Linked DNA regions of Canis lupus: region 1 is linked to region 2. A link is a contact called in public Hi-C data. All regions are on one chromosome and are shown on one strand. Each heading gives the region's core, a stretch centred on a gene start, on an enhancer-like site or on the middle of the called end of the contact. The rest is flanking DNA. Distances are from core to core; before and after follow the strand shown. Region 1 holds the start of FEM1C (protein fem-1 homolog C). Region 2 holds the start of CCDC112 (coiled-coil domain-containing protein 112).

What was found. Hi-C and Micro-C count contacts between places; a contact is called where the count stands out from the background.
Region 1: a Hi-C map of blood shows a contact between it and region 2, with 2.4 times the contacts expected there. The contact joins the promoter of FEM1C here to the promoter of CCDC112 in region 2. A contact is called at or near these places in 2 of 9 Hi-C or Micro-C datasets (both in blood).

The regions. Positions count from the first base shown.
Region 1 is chr11:5,540,575-5,545,513 of UU_Cfam_GSD_1.0, reverse strand. FEM1C (protein fem-1 homolog C) reads left to right here and starts at 3,201. Exons shown (of 4, transcript XM_038551842.1): 1 at 3,201-3,358; 2 at 4,157-4,189; 3 at 4,284-4,887. The coding sequence starts at 4,344. It overlaps LOC102151249 (a long non-coding RNA gene), which reads right to left and starts at 3,719. Exons shown (of 2, transcript XR_005366514.1): 1 at 3,516-3,719.
Region 2 is chr11:5,320,366-5,325,095 of UU_Cfam_GSD_1.0, reverse strand. It overlaps CCDC112 (coiled-coil domain-containing protein 112), which reads left to right and starts at 1,937. Exons shown (of 9, transcript XM_038551839.1): 1 at 1,937-2,074. The coding sequence starts at 1,952. LOC119876793 (a long non-coding RNA gene) reads left to right here. Exons shown (of 2, transcript XR_005366513.1): 1 at 1-82; 2 at 449-635.

The DNA.
Region 1 (4,939 bases), core at 1,952-4,451, 220 kb before region 2:
TCTCTTAAATGAATCCAGTGAAATCTAAACACCATAGCAATTATGCCTACCAGTCACCATTTTTAAAATATATGAAAAAACTCTTGTTTATCTACAGTATATTCCACTTATTTTTTCTCTTTACACTGTAACTCCATTCCACATTCTCACCCCTCAGGATTATATCCTAATTTCACATATTTCTGTGTTTGAATGTGTTTTATCTATCACCTATTATATTTCTCTGCAATGAAAAGATATATACATTTAAATTTAATATTTTAGGGATGGACGCCTGGGTGCCTCAGCGGTTGAGCGTTTGCCTTCATTCCAGGGTGTGATCCTGGAGTCCCAGGATCAAGTCCCATGTCTGGCTTCCTGCATGGAGCCTGCTTCTCCCTCTGCCTGTGTCTCTGCCACTCCCTCTCTCTTTCTGTGTCTTTCATGAATAAATAAATAATCCTTAAAAAAATAAATTTGGGGGATGCCTGGGTGGTTCAGCGGTTTGGCGCCTGCCTTCGGCTCAGGGCATGATCCTGGAGTCCCAGGATCAATTCCCATGTCAGGCTCCCTGCGTGAGGCCTGCTTCTCCCTGAGACTGTGTCTCTGCCTCTCTCTCTCTCACTCTGTGTCTCTCATGAATAAATAAATAAAATCTTAAAAAATAAATAAATAAATTTAATATTTTACATTTCCTGTGTCTGAAAGACTATAAGTGCTGAAATATTTTCTTCTAGATTGAGATATATTAAAAATAATCAATTATTCAAAATAATATAAAATATATTACAAAGCTTTTAAAGTATTAGACATAAGTAACTTTTTACAATTACTGCATTTGTTTGCTGTTAAATACTACTTCTTAGAAGAAAGAGATATAGTTTAGCATCAGTGTTTTTTCTATTTTTCATTTTAGTAAATTGTAAGAATGTTTTTACCGTTAATAAGTAGATGGGGCTGTAAGGTTTTGAACTTTAAAATTCTTTGAACTCCTACTTTATAGACTCATATAGTGATCTTCAGGTCATCCTTTATTGAAAGCAATTATTTGGAAATCATATGACTTGCAGAAGAATTTGTTACAGAGCCATTAGAAGTATACACTTTCTCAATACAGCCCAATATTTTAAGTTGATAAAAAACTGACAAAAGTTTCCTCGAGTTTTTACACGCTGGAATAATGCACCCTTCTAAGATCTCATTGAATGAGTTATGCCCTCTCTTTTTGCAATTTGGAAAATATATAGCTATGGTGGCATGGCTGGGAAATGAAGCAGGGAGACACACTGACTGCATTCTTTAAACCAGCAAATCAGTTTCAGGAAATAGTATAGATGCAAGTTGAAGATTCAGAAACAAGTGGCCTTAAAATGATCTTAAGTAGGCACCTACCCCTTGAAAATCCCTTGGAGGGAATGCGAGGGTGCACATCTCAGTTTGCAGGCCACTGATAAAAATTTTCACGTCGTCTTACTGAATTTGTTAAGAGCTCAGGCTAGGCTTTGGTCAGGACTCTGTACAGTGGCATCTGTGTCTTGGGAGTATAGACCTGTGACCTGCACACTAAGGATAAAGCAGCTCAACCTCTCGGTTGATGGATTGTTAAAAATGACTACTCTGATCCTTTAATTCTGTTCTTCTGTATTTTCTTCTCAATGCTAGTAACCTGAGCTTCAATTCTGGGGTTCTGTGATGCAACCTGTATACTGACTACTTAATAAAAAAGGATTATTAAGACTATAAGGACACAATAAATCTTTAGAGGACAGTAAGGGAAAAACAAAACAAAGTATGTACTTGTATGAAAATTAGGACTTCAAAGGTCACCTGGGTGGCTCAGTGGTTGAGCATCTGCCTTTGGCTCAGGGTGGGGTCCCGGGGTCCTAGGATGGTGTTCCCCATAAGGCTCCCCGCAGGGAGCCTGCTTCTCCCTCTGCCTGTGTATCTCCTCTCTCTGTGGGTCTCTCATGAATAAATAAAATCTTAAAAAAAAAGAAAATTAGGACTTCAATTATGCAAAATTACATCAACTACAAACCTACATAAACTTCTAGACAAAACTATAAGTCAAGAAGCAAACATGAAGTTGTGATTTTGGGGCGTGTGTGAAATGTCTGACTTTAAAAATAATGATTACATTTGTGAGGCGGGGTCTGATAACGTCTAACCTAATAGTCTTTCCCCCAGTGGTACCCAAGGAATTGGTACAAAATAAAGTATTCACAAGATTGATGATCAGTTTTTCAAACACTATTTCCTCCTCATGATTCGCTTGGGTGTTCTTCCCCAAACATACCTACACTTTTCCTCAATCTCGTTTAATACATCCCTTGCCTTAACGTCACAGATTTGGTACGTTTCCTTCCCTGCGGTATGATGTGATCTTCATTCAGATTAGCTTTTTGGCTTTCTTTCATTTTCTGGTTTTATTGTTCAAAGAGTTGAAGAGCTTGACCTTGTTGACTTACTGCTCTGAAATTTTAGCACTCTTCATAACATTTTAGTTTTTTAGAGCCCTTTAAAAGAAAAAAAAAAAAGGCATAAGTCATGACTGGCAGCGCGCCCCACACTAATCTTTTACTGAGATTTCCCGTGTTTTTTCTTGTTCTGTTTTTCCGACATCTAACCATGAGAGCTCGGTGTATTTCCACCAACAGGAGAGAAGAGGGTGCTCCCGGAGCGTCGGTGGGTGCGAGGGAGTGACCACAGCCACCGCGCTCCTGAAGTTCTGGCCGTGGGACCCAGAGGTCCCGCACACCAGCCTCCCGACACGTGCGCGGGGAACCCGAGGCGGCGGAGCGGCGCCCGCCCCCGCCCCCCCCCCGGGCCGCCGAGCCGAGCCGAGCCGAGCCGAGCCGAGCCGAGCCGAGCCGCGGCGTGGCCCCGCCCCCTCGTGGCGCCCCGCCCCCTGGCGTGCCTCACGCCGCTGCGTCTTCCGCCGGGCTCGCGGCCCCGCCCCGCCCCGCCCCGCCCCCCCCCCCCCCCCGCCCCGCCCCGCCCCTACGCGGTTGCTCGCGGCGGCCGCCGCCCTCCCCCGGCCCAATGGCGCGGCTGCCGCGTCAGTGATGTGAAGCCTCGCTCCGGCTCGTCCGGCCCCCGGCCCGCCGCCCATTACACCATCCGCCGCGGCATCCGCTGCAGCTGCTGTAGCCCGCGCAGACGGGGAGGGCGGGAGGCGGCGCGGCGCGGCGCGGCGGGGCGGGGCGGGGCGAGCGGCGCGGCCGGATTCATTCCTGTGGGGCGCGGGGCATGGACGAGCTGTGCGGCTGCAGGCGGAGCAGGCCGGCCCCGGCGGCGGCGCGGACAACGGTTTCCATTTAAGGGGGGCGGCCCGAGCGTGAGCGGCCGGCGGCGGCGGGGAGGCCCGGCCCCCGGGCAGGTAGCGGCGGCGGCGGGGCCCTCGGCGGGGAGGCCCGGGCGGGCGGGGGAAGGCGGCGGCGGGCCGAGGCCGCGGGCTCGGCGGCTGGCCGGGCGGGGGTGGCGGGGGCTCGGGGAGGCGGCCGCCCGGGCCTGGAGACGGCGGCGGGGAAGCTTACGGAGGGGCGGCCGCGGTCTGGGGGCGGCCGGGGCATCCAAGTGGGGCGGGCCAAGTTGGCTAAGCCGGACGGCGGCCGGATTTCCTGAGAGGCTCGAGGACTTGCGAAGCGCAGAGCAGCCTTGGGGCGGCCGCTGTGCGTGCGCCGGCCGGGTCTGTGGTGTCCGACCTTTCTGTTCCGTCCCCAAACCCCCTCTGGCCCCCGTGAGGCCTTCAGCCTCGCGCTTGGCCCGCTCTCCCCTGCAGCTGGGAGCCAGAGGAACGTTTCTGAACCCGCGTCTCCTGCCTCTTTTCGGTTGTACTCACTCTGGGCGTGTGCGAAGCCGAAACTAGAACAAAGCTTGGCTGCTTAGGAGGCGAGAAAGCCGGTTGCCGGGAGGGTTTACGCTGACCGTGTGCAGGGGAGAGACTGCCTCCCCCCGGACCCTTAGGGCCCGTGTGCACCCTTTGTGTTCCTCCCGCCGTGTCTGGTGTCTGGGGGGCTTGAGTAGTCCCTGGAGTATGCCTCTCCCCTCCTCCCCCTGCCGACTCCCGCCGCGGAGGAGGAGAAATTAAGGAGACCTAAGTAGTGTTTTTGCCCTTACCTATGGAAATTTCAAAACTGCCACTTTTTTTTTTTCCCCCCTTCTCTCTCTTTTCTAGTTTGGTGCTCTGGTTGTCAGATGTTGGGAGGCGGTAAGACAGCATACTTTTCGTGGTTTTATATCCGTTCGGGGTGCAGCGATTAACACTGAACTTTGGTTCCTGTGACTCTTGCCTGTGTCGATAGAGTGAAGCTGGAGCTTTGCTTTGAAGGATAAAGAAAGCGCAGCCTCTCCACCGGACATAAATGGATCTAAAGACAGCAGTATTTAACGCAGCTCGGGATGGCAAACTCCGGCTTCTCACCAAGTTGTTGGCAAGCAAATCCAAAGAGGAGGTTTCCTCCTTGATCTCTGAAAAAACAAATGGAGCCACGCCGCTCCTGATGGCCGCCAGGTACGGGCACCTTGACATGGTGGAATTCCTCCTAGAGCACTGCAGCGCCTCCATAGAAGTGGGGGGCTCTGTCAACTTTGATGGCGAAACCATTGAGGGGGCTCCCCCGCTGTGGGCCGCCTCTGCAGCAGGACATCTGAAGGTGGTGCAGTCTTTGTTAAATCATGGAGCGTCTGTCAACAACACAACTCTGACCAACTCCACTCCTCTGCGAGCTGCCTGTTTCGATGGCCATTTGGAAATAGTGAAGTACCTCGTGGAACACAAAGCTGATTTGGAAGTGTCCAACCGCCACGGGCATACGTGCCTGATGATTTCGTGCTACAAAGGACACAAAGAGATTGCTCAGTATTTACTTGAAAAGGGTGCAGATGTTAATAGAAAAAGTGTTAAAGGTGAGTTCACCTTCTTCGTTGCGGTTTTTGAAGTGTTTACCATTATTTTTCA
Region 2 (4,730 bases), core at 688-3,187:
CTCTCTCCAGGCTCCAGAGACATTCATCCACTTGCCTGTTGAACTTCTCTACCAGGATGATCTCTGGAGTCAGGCTGCTGAGGTTTGTATCCTTATTTGTGAAAAGGAGATAATAGTGATACCTACTTCACTGGGTTACTTAGAACAGTGTGAGCACAAAGTAAATGCTCAGTAAATACCCTGTTTGTTTACTTGTTTAAATTCCCTAAAAGTTAGAGAGAAGGAACCTCGTATAAGTGTGTGGGTGTGCCCCCATGTGCATACATGTGTCTAATTGTACAATGAATTCTAAAGGCCTAGAACAGGGCCTGGACCCTAGCAGGAGCTGGATATTGATTGAATGAGTGAAGGGATGAATGGATGAATCCATTTCTTTAGAGGAGGAAAAGGCGGTGGTGAGCCCAGGAACCCGGCAAACTGCCACTGGTTGTCTGTGTCTTAATTGCAGGAGTCATCCATCTATGGATTTTTTCCAACTCCCCTACACAGTGTCTTTGAAATGTCCCTTCTTATTGACCAAGTGTGGCATTTCTGCCTCTGGCGTCTGACAGTGCGGGGCATGCCCTGCTTCGTTTCTTGGAAAGTGTAAAATACAGTTAATTGTTCAAACTCATAAATAAATGCTTTTACAGTGAGACTCTGTTTCACCAGCACTTAGTAGAAACCTAGAAAGCAGTCCTATTAGGTAAAATATGTAACTATAGACAGAGCTATATCTATATATAACACAAATAAATGTGACAGTAAAAGGTGAGTAGGGGACTGGAGGTAAAGGAGGGATTTAGAAAGATTTTGCTGAATACCAGTAGTGAAGCTTTTGGGAAAGTTGACACGCACCCGCAGCAGCGCTAAGGTTCTGGCCGATCGCCCCGCCCCGCCCCCTCCTGTTCCCGGGCCGCGCCCTGCCGGCACCCAGGTTCCTCCCGGCCCCGCCTCTGCTCGTACTCCGCCCCGCCCCTGCCCCCCGCCCCGCCCCCGCCCCGTTCCGTCCCCCGGCCGCGCCCTGCCGGCACCCAGGTTCCTCCCCGCACGCTCTCCGGCCCCGCCCCACGCTGCTCCCAGGTCCTGCCCGGTCCCGCGCTCCGACCCGCCCCACACCTTGGCCCCGCTCCCAACCCGTTCTACACTCAGGCCCCGCCTCACAAGCCGACCCGCCCGCGCTCCCGCCTTGCCCTGAATCAGCCCCGGCAGAGCCCGGCCAGATTCCCCCGGCCGCCCTGCACTTGGTCCGCGGTGCCCCCGCGCCCCTGTCCCGCCCACGACTCGGCCCCACCCTGCCCTCCGCCCCGCCGCACTTCTCGGCGCCGCTCCGGCGTCGGCCCCGCCCCGCGCCCGGCCCCGCCCCGCGCCCCGCCCCCGGCCCCGGCCCCGCCCCGCGCTCCCGCCCGGCTCAGCATCCCCTCGGAGCCCCGCCCTGTCCCCCGCCCGCGCCCTATCCCTCCGGCCCTCCTTGCACTCCCGCCTGCTTCCCAGTCGGCCGCGCCCAGCAACGCCCCCAGCTCCCGCCGGGTCCTGAGCCGCGGCCCAGCTCGACGACTCGGCTCCACCCTCCATCTCCGACCTGCCCTGCCCTGGCCTCGGCCCCTCGGCCCCTCGGCCCCTCGGCCCCGCCCCCGCCCCTCGGCCCCGCCCCCGGCCCCGCCCCTCAGCCCCCGCCCCGCATCCCGGCCCCGCCCCCGGCCCCGCCCCCGCCCCGCCCCTCGGCCCCCGCCCCGCATCCCGGCCCCGCCCCCGGCCCCGCCCCCGCCCCGCCCCTCGGCCCCCGCCCCGCATCCCGGCCCCGCCCCTCGGCCCCTCGGCCCCTCGGCCCCGCCCCGCGCCGTGGCCCCGCCGAGCTCTGCGTCCCGTGGGGCTCCGCCGCGCAGGGAACGTCTGCAGGACCAGGAGCTCCCGCGGCCCGGACCCCGTGGCCCGCGTGGCCGCTGCAGCCCGAGCGGCCGGGCGAGGAAAGATGGCGGCCCTGACGACGGTCGTGGTGGCGGCGGCGGCCACGGCGGTGGCGGGAGCTGTGGCGGGGGCGGGCGCGGGCGCGGCCCCCGGGAGCGGCGTGGGAGCCGCGCAGGTGCCGCAACAGGTAACCCGCGGAGGGCCGGAAGCCGTTCCCGCGGGGGGGCGGGGCTGTGGGCGCTGTGGGCGCTGCGGGCGCCGGGGCCGGGACGGGGCCGGGACGGGGTCGGGCCCCCGCCGAGCTGGTGTCCGCCGCAGCGCCTCCGGGGGCGGGGGCGGGGGCGGGGGCGCGGGCGCTGGGAGCCTCCCCTGGCCGCGGCCGGGCCCACGCCGGGCGTCGCGCTCTGTGGGCTTGTGCGTGCAACTGCTTTTTCAGAGCCACGGCCATGTGGCTTTGGCATCGAGGCAAAGTCTGGGTGGGAACCCTGGCTCCGCCGCCCCCAGCCCCGTGATGAGAACCTAACGTCTTGGCGACTCCGTGCCTTCTGGTCCCCACGTCCGCGGGGCCCTGCACGGTGCCCGGTCGTTGGTGGCTGCTCCGTTATTGTGTCTGAGCGAGGAGCACAAGAAGAGCTAAACACGGGGTGGTCTCGTATCTGCCTAGGACCTCGGTCTCCGCGCCGGGGACCAGAGGATCCTCAGGGACGGCTGGGTCCAGTTGCTTCCGCCAGAGACCTCCACTGCTCTCGTTGTCCCGCAGCCCACACCCAGAGCGTGGGCAGCCCCCCGTGTCCTACCTGCAGAGTAAGTCAGAAATCCCACTCACTCTTCACATCTCCAGTGCCGCTGCCCTTGTCCACACCATCATTTCTCCCTGGCTGAAATACTTTCTGAATTGGTTTCTGTTCTAACATTCTTGCCTTCTTAAAGTATCCTCAACAGCCGGGGCAGTTCAGTCCAGTAATGACACTCTTCAGCTCAGAGCCCTCATAGTAAAAGCCGATGTCCTTTCCACGGTCTGCAGAGCCTTCTGCTTGTCCCTCAGGCATGCCTAGCACTCTCCTACCTTAGGACCTTTGTCATTGCGATTCCCTCTTCCCTCTTGATTCTGTGGCTAGCTCTGTTTTCTTCTTTTTTAAAAAAAAAAAACTTCTTCTATTTATTCATGAGAGACACACAGAGAGGCAGAGACATAGGCAGAGGGAAAAGTTCCCCTCTCTGCTGAGCAGGGAGCCCCATGTGGGACTTGATCCCAGGACCCCGGGATCATGATCTGAGCCAAAGGCAGATAATGGTCAACCACTGAGCCACCCAGGCACCCCTAGCTCTGTTTCTTTCATGTAACTTTGTTCAAGTGCCATCAGCTCAGTGATTCTTTTCTTTTTTTAAAATTTTATTTATTTACTCATGAGAGACACAGAGAGAGAGGGAGAGACTTAGGCAGAGGGAGAAGCAGTCTTCATGCAGGAAGCCTGATGTGGGACTCGATCACCAGACCCTGGGATCACACCCTGAGCCAAAAGCATCTAGACGCTCAACCGCCGAGCCACCTAGGTGTCCCTCAGTGCTTCTTTTCATGACTTACCCAAACTGAATCCCCTTACTCATCACACCCTATTCCCTCTTCTGGTTTTGTTTTGCTCCATGGCACTTATTACCAGTAGGCTACATGTTACATATTTTCCTTTTTCTCTTGTGTTTTAGTCCTGAATCATAGTAGGCACTCACTGAGTATTTGAGGATCAATCCAGACTTGAAGGAAGGCTTTTGTGAAGTGAGGATAGGTTCTCTCTATTTCTTCTTCTAAGAGAATATAGCGATTTTCTATCTTGATTTGAATTATTAGCTCAGGAAATTCCACCTCAGCCAAATGTTTCACAGCATCCCCCTGTAATTCTATTATTCTACCTCTGGCCCAGATGTCCTAGGGGGAAAAAAGTAAAATATAATAATGCATTAAGTACTTTAAAAATAATTTTTAACATTTTATTTAATGTATGATCCCAGGGGTTTAGCCAGCTTGCTGGCTTTTTCCATGAAGCCTTTCTGGCTTACTCTAGTTCAAACTGATTTGTTCTCTAAATACTGTCATCATGTTTTGCCTGATAATGTCATTAATGGGCCTTTTTATCACTCCTTTCTGGTGATGTTTGCCTTTCCAGGGGTTGGATCAAAATCACCTGTGGAGCTGTTTGAAATATTTTATCTATTTCTGACATTTAGCAATGTCTGGAGACATTTTTGGTTGTCACAACTGGAGTGGGGTTGGGTTGTGTGTGCCACTAGCATCTGGTGGGTAGAAGTCAAAAGATAGTCCCCCAACAAAAAAATTATCTAGCCCAAAATGTCAGGAGTGTTAAGGCTGAGACACCCTGCTCTATATGCTTTCATCATTTTAGGGAAGGAAGAGCCTCGTAGTTGATGATGACAGCAGTAACAATCTTTCAAGGGTGTTTGGGCTTTAAAAAAGAAATTAGAACCACTGCTGTACCATATTGTGAGGTTTTTGAGGATTTTAGCTAGGTATAATCCATCTTTGCACTTCCCTCATATACCACACACACCTACACACTCAAATTCTCAGCTTACCACTGAACTTGAGTATTTGTCATATGATTAAATGCATGAATATTCCCACTGACTCTTATAGTGAAACCAACTAATGTTTTTTGAGGAGAGATTTTTCCTGATGACCACTTCATGGTGTAAGAAATGTTCACTAAAATAGCTAAAATTCCTGTATTAGTTTGTTAGGGCATACTAACAAAGTATCACAGACTAGGTGGCTAAACAACACAAGTTAATTTCCTCACAGTTTGGAAGGCTAGAATAGTCCAAGGTTA